2 separate regions of the Mus musculus genome follow, and region 1 is linked to region 2. The links are chromatin contacts, called in public HiChIP or PLAC-seq maps. All regions are on one chromosome and are shown on one strand. The core of a region is the stretch at or near the end of the contact, and the rest is flanking DNA. Distances in the headings are between cores, read along the strand shown. Region 1 holds the start of Ficd (FIC domain containing). Region 2 overlaps 2900026A02Rik (RIKEN cDNA 2900026A02 gene).

What was found. HiChIP or PLAC-seq counts read pairs in DNA pulled down with a chosen protein or histone mark.
Region 1: an H3K4me3 HiChIP or PLAC-seq map of bone marrow-derived macrophages shows a contact between it and region 2, with 5 times the contacts expected there. The contact joins the promoter of Ficd here to the enhancer-like site in region 2. A contact is called at or near these places in 1 of 39 promoter capture datasets (embryonic stem cells), 2 of 484 Hi-C or Micro-C datasets (embryonic stem cells and ventral hippocampal neurons) and 3 of 115 datasets of contacts at active chromatin or transcription factors (VIP interneurons, bone marrow-derived macrophages and large pre-B cells).

Annotation. Positions count from the first base shown.
Region 1 is chr5:113,734,178-113,737,823 of GRCm38.p6, forward strand. Ficd (FIC domain containing) reads left to right here and starts at 1,605. Exons shown (of 3, transcript NM_001010825.3): 1 at 1,605-1,872; 2 at 2,644-2,995. The coding sequence starts at 2,695.
Region 2 is chr5:113,149,821-113,153,627 of GRCm38.p6, forward strand. All of the region lies in intron 6 of 2900026A02Rik (RIKEN cDNA 2900026A02 gene), which reads right to left. It overlaps Gm42161 (a long non-coding RNA gene), which reads left to right. Exons shown (of 3, transcript XR_003955964.1): 2 at 1-85. Among named protein-coding and RNA genes, the nearest start is that of Gm42161, 6.4 kb to the left of the region's middle. RefSeq lists an enhancer at 2,132-3,807. Within about 2 kb of position 1,656, at least 87 of the 459 cell types and tissues checked have an H3K27ac peak or open chromatin away from gene starts, as enhancers often do. A contact at or near this core is called in bone marrow-derived macrophages, where this site is marked.

The DNA.
Region 1 (3,646 bases), core at 355-2,854, 580 kb after region 2:
CTGTAAGTCATCATAACAAATTCCCTTACTATATAGAGACTACCGAAAAGTTCTGTGACTCTAGAGAACCCTGACTAACATACTACATTATAAAATTATATTTAAACATAGTTTCCTCATGCTGTGGTGACCCCCAACTATAAAATTATTTCATTACTACTTCATAGCCATACGCTTGCTACTGTGATGAATCGTAATGTAATGTAAATAGCTAATATGAGAGCCCTGTGGGGTCATGGCCCACAGGTTGAGAATCACCGCACTAGCGTTATCTGGAGGGAAAGGAACTTCAATTGAGAACAATGTTTCCATAAGATCCAACTGTAGGGCATTTTCTTAATTAATGATTGATGGGGGAAGGCCCCGCCCATTGTGGGTGGAGCCATCCCTGGGCTGGTCAGGGGGTTCTATAAGAAAGCAGGCTGAAACCGGATTTGGTGGTATATGCCTCTAATCCCAGCACTCAGAAGGCAGAGGCAGAGGCGGGAGGTTGGGGCTAGCCTGGCCTATACAGTGAGTCCCAGACCAATTTAAGCTACCTGCAGGTGACAGATCAGTAAAGTAGATTGACACCACCAAGTCAGTCTGCTAGTGGCAGAGCTGGGATGCGAACCCAGGGCTGTGTGGCTCCATGAAAAGAGTCCCAAATCCAGAACCTGAGGGCTAAGGCAGGTAGGAGCCAAACTTGGTGACCTGCGTTCAATCCACAAACCCATATGGTAGAAGGAGAAAGCCCAGGTTTGCAAACTGATCTCTGTGCACGTGCGCGCACACGAACTTTTTTTTTTTTTTTTAATTAAGAGATGTGAGCTGTTGTCCCATTCTGCCGTTGAGAAAACTGATCCAAGATCACAAGAGACTGAGGGCAAAAATCTGAATCTGTGGGCCGTCTGACTCCAGAGTGTGCCCAGTAACCTCTCAAAGCAGGCCCTGGGAGCTTCCGGTTCAATATTTGTGGGTTGAGATGGGAGCCCTGCCCTCTGCACCAAAGAAAACTTAATTTGGTAAACAAAAAGCCATAGCCAGCCGCTCCAGAGAATGCAAACTAAAAAAGGTCAGGAGGGCATGTTGGCTCAAAATGACCCGGGTTGAATACTAAGCCAGCTCGGGCTACACAGTAAGTCCCGACCAACCTGGGCTACACCGTGAATTAATTCCTAGCCAGGCCTGGTCTACACGGTGCGAAGCCATCTCAAAAACAAAAGTAGATTAGAGAGGACAAGAAAGGGGGTAAAGAAAAGGGACAAACGGTGAAACCGGGACTAAGAAGTGGGAAACGTTTGGTGATGTGGCTACTGCCATTGCACACCAGAGAAACTGAAGCACACAGAGCCTAGGTGGAGGCCCAGGAAGGTAGCAGATGCTGGGACGGGAAAACAGGACGCAAATGCTCGCCCTAGCCGGTGGCCTCGACCCCGCCCCATGCACACAAGCGACAGCCAATGGAAGCGGCACACGGCGCGCCTTTCCCGGGGGGATGCTCTAGCTAGCTCTAGAACCCGGAAGCGCGGCGGATGGACAAGTCGAGACAGCCAATCCGCCGCGGCAAGGGCGGCCGTCCGTCCAATGGCGAGGCGACGGGAGCGGGGCGAGGTGGTGGGGGCGGGGCCTGCGACCGCGGCTGCGGGGAACGGCCGCGCGGGTTTGGATGCTGGAGGCGGGCACGAGCCCTGGGCCGGTTCGTAGCGGGAGCTCGCGGCAGCCTCATTCCACCCCCCACCCCACCCCCCGCTTCGGGAGTAAGCCGAAGTCTGCTGGGCTCGAGCCGCTGCACAGGCCGCGCGAAGTGATGACGTGGCGGGTCAGGCCCCGGAGCTCCGGCGCCGCCTGTCAGAACGGCGTCATCCCTCATCTGTAAACCGGGAGCTACAGGTAGCTTGCTCGCTCTTCGCAAGGGGGCTGACAGCGTGCAAGGCTGGCCGGCAGCGCAGTGTCCGGCACACCATAGTTGCCCAATAAATGCTTATTGTTGGCAAGATGGCATTTGCATACCTGATCCCTCGCTCCCCCCCCCCATCCCCCGCCAGCCCCCAAGCTTGTGTTCGCCCTCGCTGAGGTAGGGCATCATCACCCACTGTTGTTGGCCAGGCCTTGGGTTTCCCTGTCTATGATGGACAAGCCAGGGAAGGAAGGGCAGAAGGGACACAACATTGGTCACCGAGGCTGTCGGTATTCATATGGTAACATCAGGACACCAGACATTTGTCCTTATCGAAGATTGTGGTGTGTGTCCAGGGGCGTATGCAGGAGTTACAGCCCAAACACTAGGTGTCCTGTGGCAATAGTCGCTTGTGGTGGACTAGTGGACTAAGAGGGGGGCTGAAAAGTCCCCGACTTCACTTTTCTGAGTTCTGATTGCATCTCCTCTGGGGAGGGCGGTGTGGAAACATCACCTCCTGGGGTTGTAGGCTGAGATTATGAAAGTTAATATATATAAATGCATTAGAGTCCTATCACTCTACCCCGGAGGAGCTATGGGTTAGGATGAATCTTCCCAGGCTGGCCCTGCACCATGAGACCCCTCCCCCATTTCCGTGGTCCCTAATGAATTAGAAAGTGTGACGATTCTGTGTCTGGTCTCTCCATCTGGGAACGGGTCCACTCCCACTGCCTCATTCTTTTACAATGCTTGGTTCCTTGCAGGGTCCAGCTTTTCCTCTGTGTCGAGTGCTCTGGGCCCAGCCCTCAGTCCAGATGATACTCATGCCAATGGCGTCGGTGGTGGCAGTGGCCGAACCCAAATGGGTCTCCGTCTGGGGCCGTTTCCTGTGGATGGCGCTGCTGAGCATGGCTCTGGGGTCGCTGCTGGCTCTGCTGCTGCCGCTGGGAGTTGTGGAAGAGCATTGCCTGGCTGTGCTCAGAGGTTTCCACCTGCTCAGGAGCAAACTGGACAGGGCACAGCCTGTGGTCCCCAAGTGCACCAGCCTATGCACAGAGCTCAGTGTCTCCTCCAGGGATGCAGGGCTGCTGACAGTCAAGACTACGGCGTCTCCAGGTGAGTGTGCTGGCCAACTTGGTTGGCCTTGTCAGTTTGTGTGTGTGTAAGCATGAGGGCGTCCCAGTGAATGAGACAGTCCGGAACTCCAGTCTGATGAGTGACTGAGAACGGGTGTCCCAGCATTTGGAGGGAGACACACAAAGGGTGGGCCCTGAGCTGCACCTCAGATCTACATGGGGGTGGTTCAAGGAAGAGCACCTGAGAACAGTGCTCCCTCTGGCCAGAAACCACTGGGGATGGGACTGGAGAGCGGTCCAGGAACTCAGGGAAGCTGAGTGTGGGTGGGTGCTCACCCTCGAAGCACAGAGCTCAGTGCAAAGCATGCCCCGTGTGCACAGTGAGTGTTACAGCAGCCTACCTGGATGCCAGCGGCACACTGTCCCCAGGGGTGACAACCACACATCACCACAATGGAATCACATCATTAGAAGCAGGGGCATAGCTCTGATAGCACCTGTCTGGTATGCATGCACAAGGGCCCAGGGTTCCAGTCCCCAGCACTGCCAGAAAACAGAAATTGTCCAGGCATGGGAAGGGCCAGGGATAGCTGAGGGCGAGGTGTTGGCACCCCCAGGCCTGAAGGAGAGGGTCTCAAGAGATAAGAGCCACCTGTCCACAGGGAAGGTGGGCCACCCAGTGCAGCCATAC
Region 2 (3,807 bases), core at 406-2,905:
GGCTACAGCACCTTAGCCCAGGGATAGACGTGAAACCAGGATTCCCAGAGGAGGTGTCTGAGACCAGCAGGTGCTCACTGAACAAGTATGTAAGCAGGTAGCTGTCACCGCTCCTGGTGGGGGTGAGGAAGCACCCAGGGATCCCACCTTGGAGCTTGGTACCCACAAGGCCCTTAGAAAAGGGTTCCGCAAATCGTGAGCAAGAAGGCCATGTCCGTGTGTGTGAGTGTCTGTCTGTCTGTCTATCTGTGTATGTGTGAGGGTATGTGTGAATGTGAGTGTGAGTATGTTTGTATGTGAGTGTGTGTATGAGTGTATGTGTTAAGTGTGTATGAGTATGTGTGAGTGTGTGTGGGTGTGTGTGTCTATGTATATCTGTGTATGTGTGAGTGTGTGTGCATGAGAGTGTATATGAGTGTCTATGTATATGTGCGAATGTGAATGTGTGCATGTGTCTATATGTAGGAGTGTGTGTATGTGTGTCTGTATGTCTGTGTATGTGTGAGTGTGTGTGCAATGTGAGTATGTATGAGTGTCTGTGTGCATGTGAGAGTATGTTTGTATGTAAGTTTATGTACGAGTGTGTGTTGTGTGTATGAGTGTGTTTGAGTGTGTCTCTGTATCTGTGTATGTGTGTGCATGTGTGTATGAGTTTGTATATATATGAATGTGAGTGTGTGTATGTGTCTGTGTGATGAGTGTAAGTGTGTGAGTGTCTGTGTGTGTCTTTCTGTATGCCTGTCTATGTCTATCTGTGTCTGTATGTGTGAATGTGAGTATGAGTGTGTGTGTGTGTGTGTGTGTGTGTGTGTGTGTGTGTATTCTGAGTGTCTGAGAATCTGTGTCTGTATGTGCATGTCTTTGTGTGTGTGTGCACACAATCATGTGAAGGCCTGAGTTGACAATCAGGTGTCTTCCTCTACACACTCTCTCTCATCTTCTGGGACAGGGTCTCTCACTGAACCTGGAGCTCACTGATTGAACATCCATCAAGCCTCGGAGTGCACCTCTCCCTGGGTCTGAGTTGGATTAGACATCCACCACTGCACCCCACATTTACAGCATCCCATCTCCACAACAGCCATCTTTTCTCTCAGACAAGGTCTTACTATGTGGCCCATGCTGCTTCTGCCTCCAATCTCTCAGTGCAATGGCAGATGCTCACCACTGCACCTTCCTCCTGTTAGAGCTTCTCATCAAGACACCAGACACCAAGCACCCGAGTCAGTAACCCGAAGCTGGCTGGCACCACAGCATCTGGTCAGACGCCACACTGGGTGACCTGGTCTCTGGGCACTGAGGCTCTGCTCCGTGACTCACAAGCTCTCTTCCCCAGTCTTCGGGTAGAGGAAGAACACTACCTAACTCTCTAAAAATGGCCTCCTCACCCCATGTGAGTCCCAGCTTGCACCCTGCCCCGCACACTGCACTGGGGAGAAGCAGGCCTATCATTATGAACAGCAAGATGGCTGCCCTGGGGTGTGGTCCTTCAGAGGGAAGGGTCTGATGAAGCCAGACATGAAGCCAGTGCTGGGGAACAGGATCCCTTGAGCACACAGAGAAAGAACCTCTTTATGCCCTTTTATGGTGGGGAACTCGACTTCAGGGCAGCTAGGTCTGTTGTGCAAGCATGGAGCCCAGCGGGCTCTGAGGAAGCCTGGGTCAGGCTTTGGGGTCAGTGGGCCTCGACACTGAGACACAGCAGCTCAATGGCTGCTGCAGGCTGGCACAGCCTGCTCTAAACTTAGAACAGCCAACAAGGCTGGGAAGAGGGGTCCCCGGGGGTGCTGCTCCTTAGCAGCATGCTTGGCAGGGTGCCACGGCCGTTCAAGGCCAGCCTGGGCAGCAGCTCCCAGCAGCCTGTGCGGTTTCCTGTCCACCTGTGTGGACCTGAACAACAGGAAAGGCGGCAGCAGGATTGCCACCCCCCACCGGCTTTTCTTCCATTCTGCAGAGACAGAGACCCCTGAGGGGCCCCGGATATCCCAGTAAGCATGAGCCACGAACCTGCCATGTGCGTAGCCCTGTGTGAGAAGTGGAGGAAACACAACAAAACAAGTCTCAGCCAGCTTCAGAAATGTATTCAGTTCAGCTACTCACTCAGTACAGTGTGCACGTAGCGAGCACCTCTGTGCACTGAGCCCAGTTCATTCACTGTAAACAAACCAACAAGACCTCTATTCTCAAAAGAAAAAAAAAAAAAAAACCCTCACTTTGTCATTGGCTCACTATTAACAAGCACATACTGTGTGCAGGAGCTTGTACTAAAAAACAGAGGAAATGAACAAGGGATCCTGATCACTCGTCAGTCGTTCATTTTCTCATTCAGGTCTATAAGCAGTTATTGAGCACTTTCTGTATACCCAGCACTTCGCCAAGCACGGTGAACAGAGTCATGGTGCAGCCGGTACTTGAACATTCACCCTGAGTCACGGGCGGGCTCCTGGATGCCCACTGTGTGATGACACAGGTCTGGGGTACAGTCACCACCTCAGCTGCATCCTTCCATGCACCAACCGCAACCAGCCTACTATGTGCATAGGAGAGAAGGCCCGTTGTGACCTTCCTTCCCCTCTGATAGGTTCACTCCACCAAAGCATCTACTATGCGCCAGGCCCTGAGAAGCTAGTGAATGAAGTTCATATCCATGGGGCCGGATGACATAGGATGCGTGCTCACTTCACCAGTCAGGCCTGAGTGCTCTGTCAGGACAGCAAGAACCTCTCAGTTATTCAAAAGCTCCGTGAGATTTGGGTGACTGTGAAGCAGGTCACACGCACCCTGATCTGGCAGGGGACACAGGGACCATGAAGGGATCTCTTGGTACCCATGATCATATCTTAAGAGATCAAGATGAGAGAATCCACCAGAACTCAGGGACAGCCAAGCTTGGGGAAAGATGTTTCCAATAGTGTGGAGGCACAGGGAAGCAGACAGCAGGCAGGCAGGTCCTTCAGCACCCACACCGTCCCAGGCTGAGTACAGGGCAGGGGAATAGCAGGCTTCATACCCACCGCCCAGATGGCTGAGGAAGTAGGTCTGTGGCTACCAGAATCCACAGAGAGCAGAAGGGATGCCAGGAGCCATCTGTGGCTGCCTCCACAATGTGGTCCTCGTACCGGCTCTCTCACCCCCGGCCCTACATGCACAGTGACAACGTTTCTACAGGACTTAGTTCTGAGTCCCTGGGGAACCCAGCTCACCCATCCCTAGTCAGGGACAACTGTGTCCTGCCCCAAGAACTCACGAGTGTGGCAACAGATAGTTACAGGGCTGCATCTTTCGAGTGGCTTGTCAGGACAAGCTAGCAGGCACATACACGTGCCTGTGTTCTGCGGAGGATCCAGGAAATCGGAAGACAGAAGGCCAAGCTCCCACGCTGTGCACCCGGGAACCCGGCAGCATCTGCCTTCCCGACCTCTTCAGAGGCCCTGACCCCTGAGCCTGCCCAGTCGGCTGTGTGGGTCACAGGATGACCGTGGCTTCACATGGCATGCCACCTGCTATGCTCTACAAGTCTCAGGTCACCTGTCCCAGAGGACAAAGGCCGCTTTCACTGGGCCCCGGCTGCTCACGCAAGCCTGGGCAGGCGTCAGGGCAGGGAGGGCGGCCCCAGCAGGCCCCTCTGGGAAGACAGCCAGACAGCCCAGCCTCTGGGGCCCTGCAAGCCAGGGCAGCACTGAGGGTTGGCCCTCTTCCCCTCCCAATCTATACCTTCAACAGGGTGAGAACAGGGCAGAGGGAAGCTTTGAGGAAAAGCTGATGAATTCATCAGTCAGCTTTGTTTAGCACTCACGAGACCAAGAC